2 separate regions of the Ovis aries genome follow, and region 1 is linked to region 2. Evidence: chromatin contacts called from public Hi-C data. All regions are on one chromosome and are shown on one strand. Each heading gives the region's core, a stretch centred on a gene start, on an enhancer-like site or on the middle of the called end of the contact. The rest is flanking DNA. Distances are from core to core; before and after follow the strand shown. Region 1 holds the start of PSMB1 (proteasome 20S subunit beta 1). Region 2 holds the start of FAM120B (family with sequence similarity 120 member B).

What was found. Hi-C and Micro-C count contacts between places; a contact is called where the count stands out from the background.
Region 1: a contact with region 2 is called in a Hi-C map of liver, with 3 times the contacts expected there. The contact joins the promoter of PSMB1 here to the promoter of FAM120B in region 2. A contact is called at or near these places in 3 of 16 Hi-C or Micro-C datasets (hypothalamus, liver and muscle).

Annotation. Positions count from the first base shown.
Region 1 is chr8:91,733,377-91,736,076 of ARS-UI_Ramb_v3.0, forward strand. It overlaps PSMB1 (proteasome 20S subunit beta 1), which reads right to left and starts at 1,343. Exons shown (of 6, transcript XM_004011458.5): 1 at 1,196-1,343. The coding sequence starts at 1,308. It overlaps TBP (TATA-box binding protein), which reads left to right and starts at 1,451. Exons shown (of 8, transcript XM_042253770.1): 1 at 1,451-1,699.
Region 2 is chr8:91,585,956-91,588,655 of ARS-UI_Ramb_v3.0, forward strand. It overlaps FAM120B (family with sequence similarity 120 member B), which reads left to right and starts at 1,289. Exons shown (of 11, transcript XM_012183304.4): 1 at 1,289-1,376. It overlaps LOC114116179 (a long non-coding RNA gene), which reads left to right. Exons shown (of 3, transcript XR_003590205.3): 3 at 1-164. It overlaps LOC114116180 (a long non-coding RNA gene), which reads right to left and starts at 1,122. Exons shown (of 2, transcript XR_003590206.3): 1 at 201-1,122.

The sequences.
Region 1 (2,700 bases), core at 93-2,592, 150 kb after region 2:
TCATCATGAGGATTAAAAAGATACCTGCTTTCAATCTACAAAGTGCTTCTCTTTTGATTCTTCTCTCAAACTATGAGTAGCTAAGGAAGATAAGGAAATCTGGGTTCAAGGAGCTGAGAGGTAGGTACCAAACACTACACTGCTCTTTAGTGTCAGAGACAAGGCTAAAATCACACTTCCACCTTCTTTGCAAATACCCCAAAAATCTACATTAAAATTTCAAACCCATAAGACCTGAGTAATTAATCTGGTCTTTGGATGGTCCTTAAAGATTACCAGATTAATTTGGTGTGTACGTTTCAAAGTACAAAATTTGGCTGGCAAACTATAAACGATGCTTAAATACACAGCTCTTCGCAGTGAAGAGTCCTAAAGAGAGTGCCTTTCCACAACCCTAGTTCTTTCAGTGCACTGTCAAGGAAAAGTATTAAGATAAAGCGGGTAAGTTAAAAAGAAAGAAAAGCTCACATACAACATGCAAGAATACACACATTCAAAGGTCCGCCTTCTGAGTATTTTTCCCCTGAACTTACGCTAGCCCTTAAAACTAAACACTGATCAATGAAACTAAGTCTGTGCAAGTAATCCTACCTGCTATTTAAAACAACTCAAAATGGTGATTTGATTAGACCTATTAGCTAGACAGGGCTTCCCTGATGGCTCAGAGGTTAAAGCGTCTGCCTGCAATCGGGAGACCTGGGTTCGATCCCTGGGTCAGAAAGATTCCCCTGGAGAAGGAAATGGAAACCCACTCCAGTATTCTTGCCTGGAGAATCCCATGGACGGAGGAACCTAGTGGGCTACAGCCCATGGGGTCGCAGAGTCGGACACGACTGAGCGACTTCACTTTCGCTAGACAGCTATATTTAATCACATGGCCAATCAACCCTAACTTTTAATCTCAGATGTTCAACCTGCCCCGTGCCTGCTGGCTAGAGAAGCACATTCAGACAGGTCCATTTTTAAAGCTCTTCAGAGCGGAGGTCAGGTGTCAATTTCTATCTGCTGTCTACGTAAAGCTGGCCATCCACATCAAGATCCAGTGACCCGCCTATAAGGTGAAGCCCTGAAGAACAAGAGCTAGCCGAGCAACCTCGGAGAGGGAGGCCTGAGACTGGAAGGGCAGCGCCGGGCAGACAGACTTAAGCAGGGATATGGAGGAAGAAAGAGAAAGCGGCGGCTCTGCGGGTTTTACCCTCCGTTGAAAGCGTAGGGCGAAAAGCGCAGCTGCAAAGGGCCCACGGAGCTGTGCGGTTCCATGGCCAGGTCTCGGCCCGCGCCCGAGTACGAGGCAACGGAGGACAACATTCCGCGGCTGCTCTCCTGCTGTCTCACGGCAAGATGGCTGCCTCGACCGGAAATTGTGCCGTTTCCGGTTTCCGCGGCGCTGCCTCCGGCCGCTCTATCTCGCGCCAGTCGTTGCTCCTGGAGGCCAGAGCCCTCCCTTTCCAGTCGGTAGCTATTGCCTGCTCTACGAAGAGACCTGGCAGTGAGGTACAGGCTTTCTTTTCCAGGCAAATATTCGAAATCACTCGTGATGGATAGAAATTTTAAAGTCTGAGCTTACAAAGACATTGGAAAAACTATGGAGCAACGGAAACTCGAAGAGTCTATTGAAGTGTAAATTCGGAAAGGGACTGGCATTACTTGACATAGTTGAAAATACACACACATCATGACCCAGCAGTTTCACGCCGAGGTATGTACCCTGGCCAGAAGACGTGAAAGAATGTTCATAAAGATGTTCTTAATGGCCCCAAACTGGAAATGAGCTAAATATCCATAAACTGCAGAATGGATAAAGCAACTGAGGGATGTGGATGTGCAAAAGCAAGCAAATTAACTGACTTTGGCTAGAGGGAAAGGTCCTCCTTGGCTAGGGATGGGTTGGAGGTTGTAGTGCTAGCAATACTGGGTTTCTTTACTTGATTTAATGTTTGCCTGCTCAGTAGATCAGGCGTGTCCGACTCTGCGACCACACGGACTATGCCCATCAGGCTCCTCTGTCCATGGGGTATTTACAGGCAAGACTACTGGAGCAGGTTGACATTTCCTCCAAGGGATCTTCCTCCCCCAGGGATCGAACGCCCATCTCCCGTGTCTCTTGTACTGGCAGGCAGGTTCTTGGCCAACGAGCCACCAGAGGAGCCCTTGGTTGCTGTTGCTCAGTCGCTAAGTCGTGTCTAACTCTTTGCAACCCCATAAACTGCAGCCCGATAGGTTTCCCTGTCCTTCACTATCTCCCAGAATTTGCTCAAACCCATGTCCATTGTGTTGATCACATCCAACCATCCCATCTTCTGTTGCCCCCCGCCCCCCTCCTCCAGGCTTCCTTCTCCTGCCCTCATTCTTTTCTAGCGTCAGGGTCTTTTCTAATGAATCAGCTCTTTGCATCAAGTGGCCAAAGTATTGGAGCTTCAGCTTCAGTCTTTCCAATTAATGTTTAGGGTTGATTTCCTTTAAGATTGACTGGTTTGATCTCCTTGCTGTCCAAGGGACTCTCAAGAGTCCCTCCAACACCACAGTTCAATTCTTTGGCACTCAGCCTTCTTTATGGTCCAACTCTCACATCTGTACATAACTCTGGAAAAATCACAGCTTTGCCTATACAGACATTACCAGCAAAGTGATGTCTCTGATTTTTAATACACTGTCTCGGTTGGTCATAGCTTTCCTTCCAAGGAGCAAGCGTCTTTGAAT
Region 2 (2,700 bases), core at 39-2,538:
CAAAGATAGGGTTTGAGATGCATCTTAAGTAACTCGATATTATTAATTGAAGTTTGCCAAGTATTTAAAAATAAATTAGATTGGTTTCAAAGTTATTCTGTCATCACACTTGGCTGCCAAAATATTCCCTTGGTTGTAAATAAAAGACTGGTGTTGTGACTAGAGGAATGGGAATCCTGTGTAATCTGAAGGCTGCCTACCTCCCAGCCCAGGGGAGCATGTCCTTAACATGAACTTTACTGGCCTCAAAGCAGCTGCCCAAACAAGGGCGAGATGGCGGCTTCTTTCCAATGAATATTCAGGGTTGATTTCCTTTAGGATTGACTGGTTTGACTTTCATGCAGTCCAAAGGGCTCTCAAGAGTCTTTTTCCAGCACCGCAATGCAAAAGCATCAGTTCTTCAGCACTCAGCCTTCTTTATGGACTGATACTGAAGCTGAAGTTCTAATACTCTGGCCACTGGCTCTGGAAGAGCCATCTCTTTGGAAACGACCCCGATGTTGGAAGAGACTGCGGGCAAGAGGAGAAGGGGGAGACAGAGGGTGAGATGGTTGGATGGGATCACTGACTCAATGGCCATGAGTTTGAGCAAACTCCCAGGACACGGTGAAGGACACGGAAGCCGGGCCTGCTGCAGTTCATGGGGTCAGAGTAGGACTAAACAACAACATGGCTTCGAGAGTCCAAATTCCTTAACGTGAGACGCATCCTCGCTTCCTCCCCTGCCCTGGCGGCTGCCCTGGGCTCGCGCCCCATTCCAAACCGCAGGTCTGCCTACGGAGAGGAGAACCGTAGGCTCCAGAATAGTTCGGGGGGCCGTCGCCATCACAGCCATGTTAGCGTGGCTCCTCTCTACCTAGGGCTTGCCGTGCTCCACTGTGTCGTTGCTCAGCCCCAGCTGGGAAGCGCCGGCCTCCTCCCAGTCGGACAGATGGCAAGGTGGACAGAGCGCCAAGCCTGAAATTCCACCCGTTCAGGACCCCCCACCGCCTGCTCCTCCAGGCCCAGGGCTCAGGTCCAGCCTCCCGTCTGCCTGCAGCTCACCCCATCACCTCAGCGCTCCCATGCCAAACCCTAGCGTACCGCCGCTGCGCCGCCCACAGCACCAACGGGTACGCCTGCGGAAGCCGAGCGAGTCGTGACCCCGACCTCGGAAGCACAGCGCGGTTTCCGCGGCAACGGGCGCAGAGCCGGAGCCGGCACCGCCACGCGCTCTCAGGCGCCTGCGCGTGGCGCTCCCGGCGCCTCCCGGCCGGCCGCGCAGGCCCCGCCCCCGCGCGGGCGGGGCGGTCTCGCGACGGGAAGCGGAAGTGCGCACAGCTGCTGAGGGCCGAGGGCGGCGTGGGCGCGTCTCCGGTGTCCTGGCGCGTCTCTAGGTAGGGCTGGGCCTGCGGGGCTGTCGCCTCGGCGCTGAGGGTGCACTCGCGATTCGGCGCCGTCGCGGTCCCTGAACCGCGTCTCCCTGACCGCTCGACCCCACAGCTGTGCGCCCTGCCTGCTCCCCCCGGCGCCACCCTGGCCTGACCCCTCAGGAAAGAGGCGTGTGGTTCCGGGTCCCCGGTGACCCTGTCCACCGTCGCTCGGGGAGGCGTCCTCTGACCTCTGCACGAGTGTCTCCGAACTTGACCGCCTCTCCCCAGTCACCCATCAGTCCTGAGCTGGGGCTCCAGCACCCAGCAAGCACCATGCCCTCGGGGAAAGAAAGGCCTGCGGGATGATGCGTTGGTGGCTGAGAACATACATGGTTTGTCCTAGACGGCCAAGGAGGGGACAGAAGTCTCTGTACTGGAGGGGGGATTCTAGCTGAGCTTCGAATAAGTAGAAGTTGAGAGGTGCTGCGGGCAAGAGGCCATTAATTACTGCAGCAGAAACGGTGCTTACCACATGCAGGTTTGAGACTGTCGGACATATTCTGGAAAATATAGGTTGCTTAGAATGGGGTTGGCAGGAAGCTTGAGAGAATTGTGCTCACTCAGTCCTGTCTGACTCTGCGACTTTATGGACTATAGCCTGCCAGATTCCTCCGTCCATGGGATATTCCCGGCAGCCAGGCTCCTCTATCCGTGGGATTTTTCCCGCAAGAAGACTGGAGTGGGTTGCTATTTTCTCCTCCAGGGGATCTTCCCAACCCAGGTATCCAACCCATGTCTCTTGAGTCTCCTGCATTGCAAGAGGATTCTTTATCACTAAGCCACCAGGGAAGCCCCTTTGGGAGAACTAGGATCAACAAGAGATGTGATCAAATAAGTGATCAGATCTTAGTATTAAAAGAGTCATATGGCAGGTGTACTGGTGGTGGTCTGGGATGACTGTGTGTGATAAGATGGCATTTGCAGTCATTTAGGGAAGAGAAGATTTAGGACTGAAAATTTGGGAATGGTAGTGGGGAGAACTTGGAAGTGAGTTTGATATGGGGAAAAGTGAGGTGGTATTTCAAGTGACTTCCACATTTTTGACTTGAGCACTGGAGACAGTTCAGAGAACGGGAGGCAGGTCTGCAGCATCAGGCTCCTCACCCCTCACCTCCCAGATGTGCTGTGCTCTGTTTCCTCGGTGTCTGGCGTGACCCTTGTGCTTTGTGCTCTGTCGCTGTCGTTTCTGAACCATGGCCTCCCAGCATCATGTGCTCTCTGACCTGCGCATGTCTGGACCTTGCTGTTGGGAGCTGCCCCTGCCCCACCACAGCTTCACACGTTCCCT